Linked DNA regions of Mus musculus: all the other regions are linked to region 2. The links are chromatin contacts, called in public HiChIP or PLAC-seq maps. All regions are on one chromosome and are shown on one strand. Each heading gives the region's core, a stretch centred on a gene start, on an enhancer-like site or on the middle of the called end of the contact. The rest is flanking DNA. Distances are from core to core; before and after follow the strand shown.

Region 1 (2,887 bases), core at 208-2,707, 540 kb before region 2:
TGTTCCCTGCAAGTGAATGAATGTCAGGGAAAGGGCCCTTTCCTTTTAGTGTGAACTGCTTCTGAAGGCACTGAAGGTCTTCTAGCGCTGGAGAAATCTCAAGAAAGGAAGTCTCTGTAGTCATTTGTTGTTCAGCTCTGAATTATCCAAAGCACTTGAATGTGGTACTTTGCCGAACTCTAGTGAGACTACGTGCAAATGAGGTTTCAAACGTTTCCAAAAAAATAAAATTAGATCACAATTGGTAACAATTTCCATCACCTAGAGAGCTAGGCAGTGGAAGAATAGGCCATCGTTTTGTACATGCGCATGTGGTAGCTTTCTGGGAAGAACATAAGAATCATCCTTTATAACCCACATAAAACACTTGTCTCCGTTTCTGTTCTTTCATTCTGCCCTGTTTCCTACCTTCATGACTCAGACCTTTTCCTGCTCCAAATGTATTGTACAGAGATGAACTTGACTAATAAACAACACATATTACAGGACAGTGCATGAAAAGAGATTGAGACAACATGTTATGGAAATTATTATCCTGAGAAGCCATAAAAATCCACACGCATCCATCCTGTGATAACTATGTGCTAAGTCACTGGGGAAGTATACTGTGTTTTCTTTATGAAACTGAACCGCTTTGAAGCCAAGGAAATAACTTCACCACATCTAACTCATAAGCAATTCTTTTGCCATACAATACATTTGGCCTGAATTAGCCTCCTAGGGCTGCTAGTCAACAAATGGTTTAAAAATAGACAGGCTTTGTCTCACAGTTAGATGTGTTCAGTGTCTAAGGTGTAGGTGTCAGCAATGTTAGATGTTCTGAGGACTGTGCAGCAACTTTGGCTCCACTTTTCTCCCTGAAATTCCTCTGGTTTTACTGATTATATATATGTATGTGTATATGTACATATACATATATACACATGCATTCATATACATATACATGTATATATTTAAAATTCCTTTGCCTGTGGATGCCACCTTCTTACAGGTTGAAAGTATTTAGAAGTTAGGAGAGAATAGAAAAACTCATCTTATTCAAAAACATTGTGTGGTGATCATATCCTCTTTTGACTCTATTTTTTTTTTCATGAAACTAAAATACAGCCTCACTGGCTCAGAGTGAAAGTGGAGTGTGGTAAGGATGTTTCTGTAAGCAGCCATGTATAAAGACAGAGAATTTTAAAGAGAGAAGGAAATAAGGAGGAAGTGTAAGAGATAATTGATTCAAAGAAAGGAAAATACTTAGCACTGGTGAGAAGGTAGTAGGAAGGTGGGTAGTTGTTTACCACATGCTTCTTTGAGTTACATGTGGCTGTAATACATGACAGAAATACAATTCAGAAAATGCTATTTCCTAGAAATGCACTTGGCCTTTCCTCTGCAGGGGTGTGAGAGAGAGCACCAGATGTTAGGGTTTGTCTACCCTAGTGTTCATGCATTGGTCTTCACCACTGTCCCTGGAAAGGAAATTATGGTAGATGAGGTAATCAAAGAGGAAGTGGAGTTGTATTTGGTCTGTGACACTCTCGAATGCCCATTGTTATTCTGTGACCTGATCTCAGAAACCTATCTGTGAACCTGTTGACCAAAGCAAGAGGGCTTAAGATGTCCACTATGCCCCATTTAGAGGCACATTACCAGCCAATATGCCCTCTTCAAGTAGGGACACATTGACATTAACTTTTAAAATGTATCTCCTCTGTTATTCTAGTCTTGATGCTAAAGATGTCCACTTTTTATTTTTTAACGACAGTTCCATGGTGGAGGATTCCAGAGTGTCATGATTTTGTTTCTCTATAACCGTCTTCATCTATGCATTCATTTGTCTGACATTCTCTGAATATGTGTGTGATAATTTTAATTACTACTGATAAAGCTATTTGATATGAATTATCTTGCAATCAGACATATAGAGTTGTAAATTATCTAGGGAAAATGTTTTTTACTATTATAAATTTAAAGAATTTAGACAGCAGTTTGTGTAGAAATTATTTATTCAATAAAAATCTTTATATTGTGTTAATGGGACTAGAAAATAACAATAAGATATTACACATGTGCTAGATGCTTATAATACTCTCAACATACATTGAAGAGTGTACAAGTGAAATATCCCATTTGGCTTGTTAGAAGTCCTACTGAAGAGACATAAATTAGGACAAGATGTGATGGATAAGCAAGCAAGAGGTAGTGTGAAGGGGAGATGCTGATAAAACTCATTACCCAGCAGTATAAAGGAGAAAAAAGACTCAGATTAATGAGAGGACACAGGAAGAAGAAAAGGGCATGAGACACAGCTGGCATATTAGAAAGAAATAGAATTATAAAACTAACCCAAATCCATAGCATAGCTGGTTTATATTCTGAAAATAAAAGGACACAGTGTATAAGAGAGTCACAGTCAGAAATGTAGCTAAAAGATCAGATTCGCTAAGAGAACAGGAGGGAGGAGAAGGAGAGCAGATGGGTGAAAACTAGTTAGAATACTTTGGAGATTCCATGGTATTTTGAAACAAAATTATGACCACAAAGTTCTAACTATGTAACCAGATTTAGAGGGAATGTTATGCTGATATTTTACTAATAATTGGATATACCCTTGAGGATGAAGGAGATGCCCAATATGATTGATGGATAGTTGGAAATGCTATCTAGTGAGATAATGACCAGAGAAATATATAGCTGATAACTGGGAGGGGTGTTTGGGTACATTGGCTTGGAGTTATCTATGAAACACTCAGACATCTATGCTATACCAGTGATTGGATATCTAGGTAGGGATCTCGATCTTAATAGAAGAGACTTAATTTTGCAATGTGAGTCTGAAATTCATAGTCTCTGAGGTGTTAATGAATCATCTATCACATAAAATAAGTAGAAGCCT
Region 2 (3,011 bases), core at 106-2,605:
GTCTTAGATTCAACATATGAAGAATAGAGAAAGGGGCACAAAAACAAAAATAAATAAAATTAAAAATTAAAAAAAAAAGAAAGAAAGACAGAGGGAGACAGGAAGATAAAGGAAGGGAAAAGCCAAATCATGAACCAAGTCTCTTCTTTCAAAACTGAAAGTGGAATAAAAACAGGTTTCCTCGTTCAACATTAACTCAAAGAAGCAAACTATAATTCCTAGAAAATAATCACTAGAAAACCACCAAAGAAATATAAGCACGAGGCGGAGTAAGATATTAAATGCTGAAAAGTTCCTGACAAATGAGAACACAGAAAGTGAGTGCCTGAGATGAATGGCAGAGCATGGAGCCATATGGCTAACCCGAATCTAACCAAACCAACAATTACATTCTCTGAACCCACTAAAGATTCCAAGCAAAGGGCACCCAAGGAATGACTGTATCCTTCATATAAGACACGTACTTGATACTAAGATACAAACTGAGAAAAGATGAATGAATACAAAAGTTATCATGCTAGTAAGCAGAAGCAAGCATGAATGTCTCCATTACTATTTAGCAAAATACATATCAAGGGAGCTAGAGACACAGCTCAAGAGTTAAGTCTGTTTCCTGCTCCGGAAGAGGATCCATGATCAGTTCCCAGCACTCAGAGGGTGGCTGACAACCACCCATCGGCATGAGCAAGGAATTCACGTACATACTTGAAGGCCAAAATCTCAGACACTTTAAATGAAGTAAAAAAAAAAGATCTTAATTTTTTAAAAAAATAAACATCAACACTACCAGATACATTGACAGAACTTGATGATCAGAGAAAGGGAGAGAGGGAAAGGGAAAGAAAGGAGTGGAGAAAGGCTTATTTTAAAGCTGATTTCATGTCATTATAGTTGTCTAATATAGAAAACTATACTATGCAAAACCCCATGCTTCCTTCTCTAAATTAGCACATGCAAAGCATACATTTTACCAACATACATCTGTACTAATTTTATTAGTGTACTTTATGTCTCCCATCAGAGCAGAATTCTAAAAATAGGAGGATCTATTTTTATTGTATTTTTGTGTACTTCCAGTTCCCAATATCTAGCAGAGGACTAATATATTCTAAGTACTCAAAAAAGAAATACAGTTTGAAAGAGACATGCTTGAGTAGTACACCCATGAGCACAAGTGCTAGCAGAGAGCTGGTGACTGCATGCAGGTTCCTGAAGGCGAATCCCGCATTCTTTCCCTCTGCTCCCACATTGGAGGAAACACATCCGCCAATGGCTGTGAAACCCAGTCCCTAGCTCAGAGCCCATTCTCATGGCAGTCATAATAAAACAAGCATTTGGATGGATGAGACAGGAAATGACCAATAGCCACAGCTCAGAATGACACAGCTTTAGCTGGCAGGGGGAGGGAGGAAGGTCCTCTGGAGGGTTGAGTTTAAGGAGCCACAGGAATGTGAAGCAGGAACATTTTTAATGATTTTTCAAATGCGGTGATACAGTGTGCCTTCTAGTTATTCTCTGCTAAACTGAACAGTCACCCTACAAATTTCAACCACCATTTAGTCAGCATGATTTCTCCTTGCCTCCAAGACTCCTCTGGGGAAAGTGGTAAGTCAAACTCAACAGATGGGAGAATTAGAATGTCTCATCTCTAGAGGGAAACAGAGCCTTCAAGTGACTCATAAATACTCTAGATCCTCTGCCCAGAAAAAAAAAAAAAAAAAAAAAAAAAAAAAGCCTTTCCACAGGATGTTTTTCATGACCTTTTGATACAGCTGAGTGACTACTGTGAATAGGTCCTCGTAACAAGTGGGCTCAAGCAACGGGATGCATTTTGTAGATCCTAGCATACAGAAACGAAAACATCTCATCTAAGCATTCAAGACACAGTTGCACACAGACTCTGCCTCTGTATTATGTCTAATGTCATTTTCACTGTCTCCTAAGTAGCTTGCTTTACATATAAGCAGACAAAAGTATTTGCAGCCATCGCTGTTGAGTAAGGTATGTGGCTCAGCTGGTTAGTATCCAGCTCGGGGAGGAAATGCATGAGTAAAAAGTAATGAGATTAGGGTCTGTGCACGAGAGGAATGCTGGCTTCAATCTTGACCCTCTCCTTGCATGTGTGGTTGTGAATGCATTACGGAACAGTCCTGAACTTCTGTTTTTTATTAGTCTGGGAAGTGGAAATTAAACTACCTGCCTCGTGAGGCTTTTGTCGAAAACCAAATAAGATAATTTGGCAGAGCATTCACTGCTCTGGGCAGTAGCAGTATGATTGTTATGGTTTTAAAGCAACACTTAACACACATACATACAGGTATTCTGTAAGGCACAAAGGTAGAAAGGAGACTATGGAGATGCCCTGAAGGGGAGGGAAAGGAAGTAGGAGACGCACTAAGAGAGGATAATAAAATATATGTGATGTACAGAGAGACAGGTGAGACCAGTGGGGGGTGGTCAACAAATGGTGATATATGCAAACGTGTTACAAAGAAAATCATTTACCTTTTATGATAAGCTAATTTTTCCAATTTTCACACTTTCAAACCTTGGAGGATAACATATTTCGAGTCAAGGCAGTGATACTGGACTATGGATCTAAACTTTCAGCATGTCAAACATACTATTTCCATATGGAGCTTTGGGCTGAAAAGCCATTCTGCACAAGCCAATCTCACATTATGATGTAGAGATGGGTGTTTCCTTGCAGAGCAGATGTGGTGGTCATACAGCCAATCTCGAAGGTTTGCAACACAATTTACTTGTTTCGTGACTTGGCATTGCCAATTGCCCGTGACTGCCACCAATTGCTCCCACCCCAGGACGGGCTGGGGAGCAAATTCTGTTGGCAGCACTGCTCTCCCATCAAGAAGGAATGTCAAATATGGTGACATTCTGTCCAGCATTGACTTCTATTCTCTTACTTTTGGTCACACTGAAATGGTAGTGCAATCCCCTAGGTAGACTGGCAGGTTCCTTTGCGGAATGGGGCGTCCTGAGCTACACAACAT
Region 3 (2,875 bases), core at 283-2,782, 680 kb before region 2:
ATTCTTGGGCCATGTTGCAAGCTGGCAAGGGTACTCTTGTAGCTCCTTCTGTATTTTGTTTAGAAATTTCATTTACCAGTTAAACAATCCCATCACTCCATAAAGCCCTCGTGCATGGGCAGAGTTCAGTGCAGTTGTTTGCTGCATCATAATAAGAATGTCCCTTTCTCCAATTTCCGATAGGACAGTCCTCATTTCTCTCTGAGACCTCATCATCTTGGAAAATATCTAGGTCTTTCCATATACCCTTTATTCTGAGCCATCACCAGAATCCCTCAGAATGCCTCTCATATACCATGGAACAGACCACTTCCAGCTTGTTGTTTGTGCCCTGCTTCTCTAGTTCCAAAGCCTTTTCTGTATTGTTAAATATTTTTATTCCAACAACCACACACTGTACTAATGGTTCCCAATTTAGTCAAGTATCTGCTGCTATAACAAAATATACCAGAAGTTCAATGCTTCTGGTAAGTTCAATCTAAATGAAGTAATTTTATTTGATTTATGGTTTCAGAGGTAAAAGTTTAAGATAACCAATCTACCTTATTTGTCTGGGCTTTGGTGAGGGGCACATTGATTTTTTTCACAACATAAAGAAGACTCTGAAAGGGACATTGAGTATGTGTAAAACGGATCATATGTAGGAGTGAAGATTTTATCCCAACTTGCAATTATGAGAAATCACCATATGAGACTAACAGGTATCCCTTAAGAAGTGATTTAATAACTACCTGAAGTCCCGATCTATTATAATTTCCATAGCAGTCCAACTTCGCTACGTGAATCTCTGGAAAATATTCAGGCCAGATCTAGATCATGGCAATAGTATAAAATGGATCTTCAATATTATCCAAACTACTAACCAAATGTGTATATTAATTTCAAAACTGGAATTGGCTGTAGAGTAAGAGGTGTTATTAACAGAGGTTTATCTTTAGGAAATTCTTTGGCTGGATATTTACAACTTAAACTATGCATGTGTTATTTACTTCAATTCAGTAGAAATCAGGGCTGAGTGTAGGAAATTATGATCTACTACTCTCAGTATTTGTATTTATTGTCTGTCTCCCATCCGTTTTCACTCAGACGCCAAGCTTTAGCATTTTGAGGGATGTTATATGACAAATGACTATCGTGATGATCTCTTGTTTAAACTAGCAGCCTGCTTCAATTGTAACAGCTTCATCACAGACTAAAGTGGAATGATGTGAGCACCCAAAGGTGGGGGGCAAATCTTGCCATTTGATGTGTTCTGGTACAGTGACTTTTAACGAGTCCAAATGTCACACCTGGTTCAGTAACTTTTCATGGTTCCCATAATCCATGAATCATGCCATCACTGAATTACTTTTAGGGGAAATAACTTGGGAAAGAGCATATGTTTTGAAAGTTGTTAAAAAGGAAACTGTTCACATAAATATGTACAGGGGAAGATGAACATATGGAAATTTTCATGGTGTGTTTTCCTCTAGAGTAAATGCAAAGGAATGTAAAACCACAGAGATTCTTTTCCCGGGGTTTCAGAGAGTGATAGCAGAAGTCTTTAAAAGACACGTAATGTAGTCATGTTTGGAAACGGCTGATTCATAAAAAAGCGGTGTAGCATACGGCTATCTTTTTGAAGCACTCAGGAAACTTCAGCTTTCTTTTATAAGAATATGAATAAGACTTTAGCCACATGGGAAGTGAGACAATGCTATTTTGCTAGTAATTTTTCATTTAATGAAAAAATCTGATGAAAAATACACATTGTTCTTCATCTTCCCACCTATGGACATCCAGCTCACTCTTCTGTGTAGGCAGTGGATTTCATCTCCCTAAAGTTTCCTCAGATGTCCTCTGCTTCATTTGACTTCACTGTTCCATAAACCTAAAGGAATGCATTTTTGTATTATACAGTTTTCCATTTGTTTCAAACATATCCTGTATGAAGCTGGGGCCATATCCTTTCAGACTACCAAGTCCCAAAAGGCAAACATGAACAGACATTCTTAGTGTCCAGCTCAATCTTGACCACACTAAAGAGGCTTTAAAATACAGGAAATAATCCACTTAACAGTTGAGCTCACTTAAATATATCTCCTTCAGTCAAGGGCAAACACTTCATATGCAAAATAAAATGAATTGCCATTTGTTAAGCCTTTGGGTTCAATCAGACTTAATGCTTTAAAAACAATTTATGTTATGTATTCTCAGGAGCCTGAGCAATGCATCCTCATTTGATGTCTAAGCAATTGAGATTCAAATATGGTGAGTTGTTTGCTTACGAATAAATGGCTAGGCTGAGGAGGTGGCTCAGCAGTTAAGAGCACTAACTGCTCTTCCAAAGGTCCTGAGTTCTATTCCCAGCAACCACATGGTGGCTCACAAACAATGTAATGGGATCCAATGCCCTCTTCTGGTGTGTCTGAAGACAGGTACAATGTAGTCATATAAATACAATTAATCTTAAAAAAAAAAAGAACATGTGTTTTCTTTTTAAAAAGAACAAAAAGAATAAATTGCTATTAAATACAACATTTGCCTTGTATATGCATGTATACATACACAGACACATGCACACATATGGAAACAACTGCACACACACACACACACACACACACACACATATATATATTCTCATATGTGTATATGTGTGTGTGTGTGTGTCTATGTATATATGGAAACAATAACAAAATCTACCACTTCAGTGTTTTCTTTGCTTCAAAGTCAATAAGAAGCCTTTCCTGACTTTCTTGTAGATAGAGAAGGAAGAATTCTGCCCATCCTCTGGTGACTAGACAGGACTCTTTCTGTTTCTCTCGTGGACTCTCCATGAAGTACAGATTACTCCAGGTAGAAAGAATGGTGTGGTTAGAGGTTACATTTATATGGT

The links. HiChIP or PLAC-seq counts read pairs in DNA pulled down with a chosen protein or histone mark.
Region 1: a contact with region 2 is called in a BATF HiChIP or PLAC-seq map of CD8 T cells, with 14 read pairs. The contact joins two enhancer-like sites. A contact is called at or near these places in 2 of 484 Hi-C or Micro-C datasets (B cells and Th1 cells) and 2 of 115 datasets of contacts at active chromatin or transcription factors (CD8 T cells and large pre-B cells).
Region 3: a contact with region 2 is called in a CTCF HiChIP or PLAC-seq map of the NIH/3T3 cell line, with 5 read pairs. The contact joins two enhancer-like sites. A contact is called at or near these places in 1 of 15 datasets of contacts at CTCF or cohesin (the NIH/3T3 cell line) and 1 of 115 datasets of contacts at active chromatin or transcription factors (embryonic stem cells).

Annotation. Positions count from the first base shown.
Region 1 is chr15:62,822,616-62,825,502 of GRCm38.p6, reverse strand. No RefSeq gene overlaps it. Among named protein-coding and RNA genes, the nearest start is that of Gm22521, 31 kb to the right of the region's middle. Within about 2 kb of position 1,457, at least 41 of the 459 cell types and tissues checked have an H3K27ac peak or open chromatin away from gene starts, as enhancers often do. A contact at or near this core is called in CD8 T cells, where this site is marked.
Region 2 is chr15:62,285,840-62,288,850 of GRCm38.p6, reverse strand. No RefSeq gene overlaps it. Among named protein-coding and RNA genes, the nearest start is that of Pvt1, 250 kb to the right of the region's middle. Within about 2 kb of position 1,355, at least 75 of the 459 cell types and tissues checked have an H3K27ac peak or open chromatin away from gene starts, as enhancers often do. A contact at or near this core is called in CD8 T cells and the NIH/3T3 cell line, where this site is marked.
Region 3 is chr15:62,961,523-62,964,397 of GRCm38.p6, reverse strand. No RefSeq gene overlaps it. Among named protein-coding and RNA genes, the nearest start is that of Gm30113, 8.7 kb to the right of the region's middle. Within about 2 kb of position 1,532, at least 11 of the 459 cell types and tissues checked have an H3K27ac peak or open chromatin away from gene starts, as enhancers often do. A contact at or near this core is called in the NIH/3T3 cell line, where this site is marked.